Regions from separate parts of the Mus musculus genome. Here regions 1, 2 and 4 are each linked to region 3. A link is a contact called in public Hi-C data. All regions are on one chromosome and are shown on one strand. The core of a region is the stretch at or near the end of the contact, and the rest is flanking DNA. Distances in the headings are between cores, read along the strand shown.

Region 1 (2,700 bases), core at 42-2,541, 180 kb after region 3:
CCAGTTTGATGTCTATGTGTGCACACTCGTGGAGAGGCTTTGGGTATAGGGCAAGTGTTTTATTATAACAATGCTCATGCCTTTTAAAGATGTGGGAAAGCCTTTGTGCTAAGCTAAGTGGAAGCTAATGAAGAAAGCTGACAGGAATCTCTGCTGGATACACAGCCCATGCCCTACACAGCCAGTGGAAGAGATCCGCTGCCCCTCCCACCTCTAGCAGGCAGCACAGAAGAAAGCAAGGACTTTACATAGTGGGACCCCTCTTGCTAAGCTACTTAGGGAGCTAGAGAGAATAGCTTAGTGGGTAAAGCGAGCAAGACCTGAGTTCAAATGTCTAGAAACCTCGTGAGGCTGCGCGTGGCAGCTCTGCAGTAACCCCAGTGCTCCTGTAGTGACAGGAAGTCCCGGAGGCTCTTGGGTCAGCTAGCCTGGCCCAGGAAGTGGCAAACAAGGCACCTACCATATAGAAGGCAGGCCTGGAGACACTGAGCTGGGCTTGGAGGTCAGTCTCCCTCAGCTTTGCCACTACCCAGCTCAGCAGAGGCCAGAGACAGATGGGAGCAGTTACAGCGTCACAGATGACCAACAGACTGCAGCCTCCTTAAAGTGGAGGTTTTGTAGGGGGGAGGGGTTCCACCTCTGCTTACAGGCAGACTTGTGAGTAGGGCAGGTTGTGTTCCAGGGACAACAGGTGACAGGATAAGCAGGAGCTCCCAGCAGCAGCGAGTACATAAAGGGCATATTCAAGGGAAAACGTTCAGGGGATCAGCCAGGGGCAATCCAGGACAAGTGGACCTCCCCTCTGCCCTGCAGCTTCTGGGCTAACCCCAGTCTGCCCTCCAGCGTGGCTCCCTACCATCTCCTCTGAGATAGCATCAGGTTCCTTGGTGGGAGGGGCTGCTGGGAGTTATGTAGACTTGATAGGCTTAGTGTGTGTGCAGGGCAGGGGGCACAGACAGTGGTGGCTCTATCTGGCACTGCCACAGAGGAAGTAGGCTGAGCCACCTGCCCAGAAAGGGACCAGTAGTTTTCATTTGTCTCTTGGTCCAATCACTTGCTCACTAGAGGGGCTGGAGTTGCTGTATGCTCAGGGGTGGCCACTGCTGCTGGGAACATGCTGTTCAGTGCTGCCCTGGACAAGGTGACCAGAGTCCAAGACTGGAGACTCAGAAGACGAGCCAAAAATCCAAGCTACCTTTCAGCACCAAGGCTGGGTCAGAACAAACACACACCCTTGGCCTGTTTTGCTGTCTTTCCTCTGGCACTGCTTAGTTATAGTCAAGTGTGTGCCATGACCTGGACAGGGAAGGCCGCTCTTGCATCATCTACCCAGCAGCATGCGGTGGCCACAGCGGGGCACTGCCTCATCCAGTGTGTCCTTTCTTGTCACCACTTTCTCGACACTGGCAAATGGGCTGCAGCCCCACAACAGTATAGTCAGGGGCCCAGCTAAGTCACCACACAATCTGGCAGCTGGCCTTCAGGATGTCAAAAGTCACTGTCACCAGCTGCTGCCTCGTGAGCGCAGCCACTGCTTTCCTAAGAGGCTTCTCAAATAATGCATATGGGGCACACAACCCATGTCCCTCCTCATTCCATCTTTGTTCAGTGTCAAATTCGTACCCAAATTAACAACTAATATGTTCTTATTCCTCACGCGGGGTCAGCCATGAACAGCAGACTCACTCCGGAAGCTAGCACCATGCCTTTCCTATGTCTGACACATCTAGAGTCAGTAAGTCCTGTCTGTTAGATCCAATCTGCACCTCCGACCATCAGAGCAGACATTGAGTGAAAGCACCCAGCCACCACTTTGAAGCATCCAGCTGGAAAACTCAAACAGACATGGAGTTTGCTCTCTGGCAAAAGCATCACCATGTTTCCCGGACCATCAGCTGAAATTTAAAATGCCAAAGTTACACAAAAATAGTGATCAGTGATGTACCCTGGCATGGGGGTGAGCGGGGCGGCTATGCCAGGTAAAGAGGCCAGGAGGGCACAGTGCTGCTGCTCCCAATGCCAGCCATCCCAGCTCCAGGTGGAGGCACGTCCACACAGCATGTCCAGACCGTTCCGTAGAGAAAACCCTTCCGCTTTTCTAACAACTCAGCATAGACACAGCTCCAGCACCACCGTATGGTGAACCAGTGTGCAGGGACGGCTTTTTAGGACTTAAAGCAAGACATTTGGAGGCATGTGGGGCTGGAGAGATGCTTCATTAGCATGCTTGCAGGGCAAGCTTAACCCAAGCTCAGATCCTCAGCACCACAGAAAGCCAGGTGCAGTGGTCCTCACTTGCAACCCAGCGACGGGGAAGGGAACAGGTCGGTCCTCGGGTCCTACTATAGTCAAAATGGTGAGCTCCGGGTTCAGTAAGAGACTGTTTCAAGTGTGACTGAGGAAGACATCCAACTGAAAACTCTATCCTCTATCCTCTATGGCTACACTAGTGGGCACACACACCCATCTGCATACCACATGCAAAAAAATGTGAGGTACTTAGCAACCAAACAGTAATGGCCACCCAAGGCTGAGCACTGTGGAGCAGACAGCGCAGTGATGAGCTGGGTAACGCTTTAGAGAAAAACAGACTGCATATAAGATGATGGTGCATCTGAAACCCACGATCTCTCCATTTCTGTATCTCCAGACACACTAATATCTACTGCTCTTCCAACTGTCCATGATCTTCTGGGTATC
Region 2 (2,700 bases), core at 62-2,561, 220 kb after region 3:
TTCTTGAGATAGTGTGTCACTATGTAGCCGGGACGGTTTTGGCGTCTCAATCCCCCTGCTGTCTCCTGAGTGTGATGATTACAGGCCGGTGTCACCATGCACAGCACTAATTAAAAGGGGCAAACACAGGGCTGGAGATTCGGCTTAGAGGGCACTCGTTGCTCTTGAAGAGAACTGGAGATTTGGTTCTCAGCACTCACATCTTGGACCACTGCTCACAGCTGCCTCTAACTCCAGCTCCAGGAGACCTGACACCCTCTTCAGGCCTCCACCAGCATCTACACATATATACACATAAATAAACAAAGTAAAAATATAAAAATATTTTAAAAGAGTTATTTGTGTTATTTTGTGTGCCTGTGAAGGCCAGAAGAGAGGACCAGATCCCCAGGAATTGGAGTTACAGACCATTCTGAGCCACTGGGTGGATGATGGAAATCAAACCTTGATCTTCTGCAAGAGCATCAAATGCTCTTAACTGCTGAGAGATCCAGACACCAAAAAAGGTAAAATAAGAAAATATGAACACAGCAGGCAAGTTCTATGGCACAGCACAAAAATATCTAATTTATGAATCACTTGAAAGAACAAGAACTTCAGCCTAAAGAGATAAAGAATGTGTCCAGGAAAACCATAGGGGAAAACATCCCAACTTAAGAAAGAGATGAACATCCAGACTCGAGAGGCATTCAGAACAAACAGGCAAGCCCAGAAAAGAGCCATCCCACATCATATTATAGTTAAAACACTAGAGAGAACAAAGAAAATATATTGAAACTACAAGAGAAAACTGTCAAGTCATAAATAAACCCATAAGAATACAGCATATTCCTCAACATAGCCTAAAAAAACAGGAAAACACTGAATGATGAATCTCTAAGCACTGAAAAACAGTAATTGCTGATGGAGACTGCTATGCTTAACAAAACTATCTGTCATGATTGAAAAAAACAAAAGACCTTTCATGATAAAAAAGAAACAAGCAAACAAGCTGAAGGTGTCATGACTACTAAAGATCCTTGAAGAAACTCCAGGCTTCCTATCAGGATACAGGAAAAACTAAGTGATGCATAAGTAAAGAATAAAAACTGTAACTTTAATTTTTCAAACCTTATTTTTAATGATGGTTCTTAAATGCTTTAACCTCCCTGCTAGCCCATCACCCACCAGAGGTAGTGGAAAAGAAAACATACGGGAAAGTGGACCTGTTTAGAAATGGCTCTTTGGAACAACTCCTGCCTGTACTGTCTGGAAATTGACAGTTCAGTTCAAAGGTTAGCAACAGCAGTTTGATCCACTCACAAACACTCTGTGGGTACACCAATAGTCTAGCTCAGGAGAGTTGGAAGAGCAAACAGGAATCAGCAGCAGTGGCACTACCTAGCAGAGACAGCCAGGCCTCAGCCTCCACACAAGTCAGCAGGAGGGACCAGGAGGAAGGCCAGGAGAAGTTCTCAGCTGTGCCTCTCTCAGCAAAGCAAAGATCAGTAAAGACTCTAGACTAACAAGCTTTACACAGCTAACTCTATAAGCTTGCCCAGCTCAGCCTCCATCACTGTCCAACGAGTTCTTGTTAAACTCCCTCCAAACATCGTGTGTCCTCCAGAGGTCTTATATCTCAGCACATGTGTCTGTCTCAGCTGACATCACTCTGCTAATCAGTCCAAGTCTGCAGAAGTGACAAGAAGCCGAGGCACACCAACAGGGCTTTTTTGGTGCATTTCTTTCTATAGAGTCCATGTAAGGCAGATCAGTACAAGGGTGTTGTTAACAAAGAATCCTTCATCACGTGCCCTTTAATGTGCTTACTTTAGCAAATCATCCTTTTTCCCATGTCTGCTTCATCGAAAGTTTCTTCATGGGTCTGCCTTAGCCTTTTACTGGTGTCCACTTTAGGAAAATACTCTTTTACGCGTTTGCCCCAGCAAAACACCATCTAACACAACTGACTGTCCAAAGAATCCTTTAAGTTCCCACTTCAAAAAACAGGAAAACACAAACTAGTGCAAAAAAAAAAAAATCAATACAATGACAAGAGTTAATATATCTCTCCCAATAACAACTTTGAATATTAATACCCCAATTAATAAATATTCCAATTAAAAGATACAGACTAGCAGACTGAATTATAAAAAAAGATACATCTATTTGTTATCTGAAAGAAATACAGCTTATTAAAAACAAATACAATCCTAGAGTGAAAGGTTGGGAAAGGCATCCTGAGGAAATGGACCTAGAAAACAAGGGGGGTTGCTGTTCTGAGTTCCAACAAAAGAAAAGCTCAAACCAAATTTAGTCAGAAAAGATAAAGACAGCCCCATCAACCCAAGAGGACCTTACATATTTAAACATGCCAAACACAGGTGCATCCAACCTCATAGAACAGCACTGAGAGAGGTGAAGACACAGATTTACCCCAACACAAAAACAGGTGAAGCAGAATTTTCCCTCAATTAATTTAAATATTAACACAACAAGAAGCCTGTGATTGGACAGGGGAAAGGAGGTGGAGCTAAGAGTTTCAGAGACAGGGACAGGAAAAGAGGAGGAGGAGAGACCCTACCTCAAAGCAGTACAGTAGTGATAGAACAAGACATCAAAGATCCTCCTCTGGCTTCTAGACACACATGGGTGTGAGCATACAAATGTGTATATACACCACATAGAGCACACATGGTTTTTAAAAAATAACCAAATGAA
Region 3 (2,700 bases), core at 37-2,536:
AGAATTTTATGAGTTCACTGTGGTCCTGCCTAAGACAGTGCCTGGCTTATACTAGGTGCTCAATGAACTGATGAATAGGCCAGCCTGGATCTACCCAATATGCTGCCTAGGAAGGAGGAAGTCAGCGCTCCTGTAGATTCAGCACCAGCCACACAACTTACCATAGTCCTGAATGGTGCCCAGTGACCCACATGTCTACAGAAGCCTTTTGACCCAAGGGAGGTTCCCTTACTCCGCCAACATGCAGGTCACCTTTCCCCAGCCTCTCAGGGAATGCTCATTAATTTTAACAGTAAGCCACAGGAAGCACATTTAACAAGAGAGATACACTGGGGCCAGGGATCCCATTATTCTTCCTCAGCACTTGGAGCGGGGCTTTTTGGAACCACCACATGACCGCTCCCATCATTTCTAAGTAGATTTATCGTCTATTCTTTTGCACAGTATTGAAGCAGTGTAATTCCTTTCCAACCTGCACTTTTGGCTTAGTTTTATAGTCTGAACAAAACATTCTCCCCTGCCCTTGGACTCCTTCTTAGGTTTTATGCCCGGGGGCAAGGGTGGGGACCCACATGATTTTAAATGCTTTGGGGCTGGGTGGCTTCTTCCTGCATCTTAGCCCCTCCTGTCCTGAGAGCCAGACACGAGAAGTTGCCTCCCACATTTATAAGCTGGTTTTCTTGTTTGGCAAAAACACATCTTGTTCCTCTGTCCTTGGCTCACCTGGGGAAAACTTCAGGTTCAGACTTTGAGCTTGAGACAGTTCAACAGCTGTCATAAGTAAAAGGAGGAGCACCTGGTATTTCCAGCGTCATCCTTAGTGCCTTCATTCCAGTTTTACCCTCAATGGGTCCTCAGATGTACCCCGAGTTGGGCTGGTGCCATCTTTGCCCTTCAGGTCAAGGAACCTTGATATAGATTCTGAGATCATTCCAGAAGCAAGATCACAAGGTTGCCATACCCAAACCCTCACAGAGGTTGCAAAATTAGACCCAGGTTGTTCCTGAATTTCTAGAGCTTAGAACGAAAAGAAAGGAAAAGATCTTGTCTTTTGTCTCCTCCAGCAGTTTACGTAAGGCTTTGACATATACAGGAACGATGGCTTGGCGTCAAGCTAACGTTTTCTCTTTGAATTTTCCCTTGTGCTACTTTAGCCTTCCGTGGATGCCCAGAATCTTCTCTGTGTACCAAAAAGAAGGTAGGAATTGTGGGAAGCCTCTGGCAGAAGAGGTTTTAACCTTACTCCCTCCCTGCCAAAGGCCGGCTTGCCCCGGCAGGCTGAGACAGCGTGGAAACCACATGTCCAGTGAGAACTGGCTGGCCTCTCGCCTCTTACAACCTGGAAGCTCTTGTGTAATTAGGAGAGGCAAACACTTGCAGTTTTTCCACTTGCAGTGTTTGCGGGCTTGCTGCTGGCCATGTGACCTCAGTCAAAGTAGGTGGTTTCCAGAGCATGGAGAGCCAGAGTCATCTTAGAGACGTCATTAGGGATGCCTGCCAAGGCCAAGTCACAGAGATGTTCAGGGTAGAGGTATTTCTGATAGCAAAGGAGAGGAAGAGAGAGGGAGTGGGGAAAAGAGAGGAGAGATAAAGAAATTAAGAAAAAGAAGGGATGAAGGAAACAGGGAGGGAAGGAGGAGGCAGAGGGGAAGGCTCCAAAGCTCCACAACAGAGCAGTGGCTGAGCCACAGTTGGGGACAGCAACCTGTGGTCCAACCTAATGACACTATGAGATGGTTTCCTCCTCTATACACTGGCCAGTTAGATGGAAACCAGTGGTGTTTGGTAGATAAATAGATAAATGTTCGGGAATTAGTCTTAACTTACAAACACTTCCATTCTATGTACCTTGTGATTTCATTTTTATATATATATAAAAATATAAGACTGCCAGACTAAGGATGTGGCTCCGTTTGTAGAGTGCTCGCCCAGCATGCAGGAAGCCAGCAGCAACACTGCATAAGCCAGATGTAGTGAGACACACCTATAGACACAGGGGTCAGGGCGTAGAGGCAGGAGATCAGTTCAAGGTCATCCTCAGCTGTTTTGAGAGTAGCATGGGATACACGTGACCTAGTCTCTAAACGGGGGGGGGGGGGGGGGGGGGGGAGACTGTATACTAAAACTAAGCAGCTTTTATATTGAGTGATAAAGCTATGAGTCTTTTCGTTTTGATTTCTTGACATTTTCTAGGTTCTTCCAGTGAATACAGAATGAAAACAGTTAAAAGTTTGGGGGTGGGGATGCAGAGAAGCCATAACCACTGGGGAGGAGAAGAAAAATAAAGACCTTACTTTTTTTTTTTTTTTTAATCTAAGATTCTTTTTTGCCCAGGTATTTGGCCCTCCTCCAAGGACATGTGTGTTTAAGTTCCTGTCTGTCACTGAGAACATAGAGTTAGCTGCAAGAGATATTGTGCAGCCTGCCGCAAAGCACAGAACTTCTAAGTGCTGTGGGTATTTGGGGCAGGATGCTCTTTCACCCATGAGAACTGCACTGTAGATGAAGGCACTCTAGCCAGCCTGACCAAGGCAAACTTGGCCCTGGCAGTTCTTACCTTTCTCCCCCATTCCCCCTGCTTTGCTAAAAAAAAAAACAAAAAAAAAAACATTAAGTTACATCCCTAAAGCTAGCCCCCAAGGTCTATTCCCTTATTTGGCCACTTCCTCTTCCTGGGCTTGACTACCAAGGTCCAGCTAT
Region 4 (2,700 bases), core at 86-2,585, 140 kb before region 3:
GTAACAAGATGGATAGAGTTCTCAGATACTGTAGGGAGCAAGTGATACCAGACATGACAGTACCTTGTATGTAAACCCAGCTTTCACAACCCTGGCATTATTAGTGGCATTTAGAAGCAGGTACTTGCTTGTTTGGGAGGTGGTCCTGTGTATTGCGGGATATTCCCCTGCATCCTTAGCCTTGCCAAATGCCAGAAGCACCCACTCCCCATTTGTTGCAGTCAGCAGTATTTCCAAGTATTGCCAAATGCCTGGGAGCAAATGAAGAAACAAGACATGATTGAATCTCCTGATACAAATGAGTGGGAAGAGTAAAGAGGTACCAGGAAACGGACCCAGTGGGGACTCTGGGGCAACAGGAATCGAACCCAGGGAAGGTTCTGGGGTACCAGGAAGCATACCTAGCAGAGTATTCTGAGGTACCAGGAAGCAGACCCAGGGGGGGCACTATGGGGTGCCTGGTGCGTCCTAATTTTGTGTGTTCACTTTGTCAGATGTTCATCAAGTCAAATCTTATGGTTTTCACAGATGCCCATTTATACGTAAACTTTTAACTTTTTATTTCGCCCACTGTGGAACAACCAAACTCCTCCCAAACAAAGCATACCATGTTTCACTTTCAAGGACCGCAGATATTATCAAATGTGTGAAAACAAGTTTATGGAAGCAAAAAGAGAGCAGACATTTGGGTGAAAAGGAAGTGACACAAGAGGGTTTGGGGTGGGTAGTCTGAGAAAAGTGCAAAGTTCGAGGGCTTGAAAATAACCTTTAAAAATCTCAGATTTCACAAAACAACCCTCGTCCTTGATCTTCAGCCATCTTTTTGCCTCTGTCTTTCTTTTTCCTCCATTTACAGCTGCAGCTGTTTCTTTGTGTTCCAACTCACTTGGGGGAGGGGGAGAGGGAGGGAGGGGCCCTCCAGCCTATCACCACACCCAGCCCATGTGCATAAAATTGGTTTAGGAAGAAACGACAGAGAAAAGAAACTTCAACAGTTAATTGAGCAAGGCATCTGGAGGTGGTGGAGTAGTGCCTAGAACATCCCAGCACTCTCTTGAACTCTCTACTTCTTGGTATTTGTTGCTATTTTAGAAAGGTAAGATTTCACCAAAAAATATAGGGCAGCTGACTGTGTAGTTTCTGAGCTTGGTTTTAGAGGCAGAGAACTAATGGAAAATAAGTGTGTCCTACAGAGTCCTAGGCCACCACGTCCTCTCGCCACCCCTGTACTTGGCACGCAGCCTATAAGGTGGGGTTTCACCCAGCTTTACAGTTTGCATTGTTGAGATTATCATGAAAGGGTTCCGCTGGCCACATTTTCCTTCCTTGTTATGGGAACTGTCAAGTTCTCCGCTGATATTCTCCTACTGGTTTCCACAGTGACTCATTGCCATGGGAGGCAAAAGAAACTAAAAAAGAAAAAAACAAAAAACAAAAAACTTTGCAATGTCTGTATCCTGTAACTTTGTCAGGTCCCCAAATCCCATGACAATAACCTCTAAGAACCTTGTCATGTCCTTTTCTTGGGCAAGAATTTTGCTTTGACTCATATTGTTTTAAATAAATAGGCTTGTGACTAGAGCGTGGAGATATTTTTACCCTTTAATTATTGTATTAATAACGTGGCCATTTTGTTTTAAACTATCTGACATCTAAATCCTGTTATTTTATATCTGTCAAGATGCTGTTGGTTTGGTTTGGTTTGGTTTGGTTTGGTTTGGTTTGGTTTGGTTTGGTTTGGTTTGGTTTGGTTTGGTTTTTAGAGACAGGGTTTCTCTGTGTAGCCCTGGCTATCCCAGAACTCACTCTGTCTGATCAGACTGGCCTCAAATTCAGAGATCCACCTGCCTCCCAAGTGCTGGGATTAAAGGCTTGTGCCACACTACCATGGACTGTCTGGTGCTTTTTTTTCTTTTTCTTTTTCTTTTTTTTTTTTTAATTCTGTGATTTGCTCCACTTTCTCATACTTAATTTTATCCATTTGTATAGTAAGTTCTGTAACTCAGTTCCTAACCCAAGACATCAGCCAAATCAAGGATTCAAGGAAGCCATGTACGTTAGTTACCTTTCTCATGGCCGACACCAAATCCCTGACAAAAAGCAACTGAAGAGAGGAAGGACTTATTCCCACTCACAGTTCTAGGGATCCAGTCCTTTATAGAGGGGAGGACAAAGCAGCAGGAGGGCGAGGCAGCACAGCTAGGAACTGCATGTGAGTCCTCCGAGCTCTTTCCATGGGATTCCTCCTCAGGCTTTAGCTGTGTTTCTGGAAACCAGCCATCACAGGTCACAGCATCCTTGCTCTCTCTGAGCTTTCTCTGGTCTTCTGTTCTCTTGGGGCACAAAGCTTATGAGACACAGGAGAGCTGGGCAGTGGTGGCACATGCCTCTAATCCCAGCACATGGGAGACAGAGGCAGGCAGATTTCTGAGTTCGAGGTCAGCCTGGTCTACAGAGAGAGTTCCAGGACAGCCAGGGCTACACAGAGAAACCCTGTCTCGAAAAGCCAAGAAAGGGGGGGGGCGGGTATAAAGTTATGTTACTAGCTACAATGCAGAGGGTGGGCTCAGGTCCCGGAGTTTCTATCTGAGAGATGAAAGGTGACATTTCTTGACTCAGCACAGAATTGTGAATATTAGAAAGGTGACATGGACTGTGTCCCTTTCTAATAGAAGAGAATGTCTCCCTTCTTTGGACAAA

Evidence for each region. Hi-C and Micro-C count contacts between places; a contact is called where the count stands out from the background.
Region 1: a Hi-C map of liver shows a contact between it and region 3, with 2.2 times the contacts expected there. The contact joins two enhancer-like sites. A contact is called at or near these places in 1 of 484 Hi-C or Micro-C datasets (liver), 5 of 115 datasets of contacts at active chromatin or transcription factors (T-cell acute lymphoblastic leukemia and embryonic stem cells) and 2 of 9 other capture datasets (embryonic stem cells and liver).
Region 2: a Hi-C map of liver shows a contact between it and region 3, with 2.2 times the contacts expected there. The contact joins two enhancer-like sites. A contact is called at or near these places in 8 of 484 Hi-C or Micro-C datasets (the HL-1 cell line, cortical neurons, embryonic stem cells and 2 more), 2 of 115 datasets of contacts at active chromatin or transcription factors (both in embryonic stem cells) and 1 of 9 other capture datasets (embryonic stem cells).
Region 4: a contact with region 3 is called in a Hi-C map of muscle stem cells, with 2.3 times the contacts expected there. The contact joins two enhancer-like sites. A contact is called at or near these places in 4 of 484 Hi-C or Micro-C datasets (frontal cortex, muscle stem cells, myocytes and 1 more) and 3 of 115 datasets of contacts at active chromatin or transcription factors (embryonic stem cells, pancreatic cancer cells and stem cell-derived stembryo).

What each region holds. Positions count from the first base shown.
Region 1 is chr6:94,599,867-94,602,566 of GRCm38.p6, reverse strand. The region is part of intron 9 of Slc25a26 (solute carrier family 25 (mitochondrial carrier, phosphate carrier), member 26); the gene reads right to left. Among named protein-coding and RNA genes, the nearest start is that of Mir7041, 5.2 kb to the left of the region's middle. Within about 2 kb of position 1,291, at least 34 of the 459 cell types and tissues checked have an H3K27ac peak or open chromatin away from gene starts, as enhancers often do. A contact at or near this core is called in liver, where this site is marked.
Region 2 is chr6:94,557,387-94,560,086 of GRCm38.p6, reverse strand. The region is part of intron 5 of Slc25a26 (solute carrier family 25 (mitochondrial carrier, phosphate carrier), member 26); the gene reads right to left. Among named protein-coding and RNA genes, the nearest start is that of Mir7041, 48 kb to the left of the region's middle. Within about 2 kb of position 1,311, at least 3 of the 459 cell types and tissues checked have an H3K27ac peak or open chromatin away from gene starts, as enhancers often do. A contact at or near this core is called in liver, where this site is marked.
Region 3 is chr6:94,778,692-94,781,391 of GRCm38.p6, reverse strand. No RefSeq gene overlaps it. Among named protein-coding and RNA genes, the nearest start is that of Lrig1, 80 kb to the right of the region's middle. Within about 2 kb of position 1,286, at least 63 of the 459 cell types and tissues checked have an H3K27ac peak or open chromatin away from gene starts, as enhancers often do. A contact at or near this core is called in liver and muscle stem cells, where this site is marked.
Region 4 is chr6:94,914,621-94,917,320 of GRCm38.p6, reverse strand. No RefSeq gene overlaps it. Among named protein-coding and RNA genes, the nearest start is that of 4930511E03Rik, 28 kb to the left of the region's middle. Within about 2 kb of position 1,335, at least 36 of the 459 cell types and tissues checked have an H3K27ac peak or open chromatin away from gene starts, as enhancers often do. A contact at or near this core is called in muscle stem cells, where this site is marked.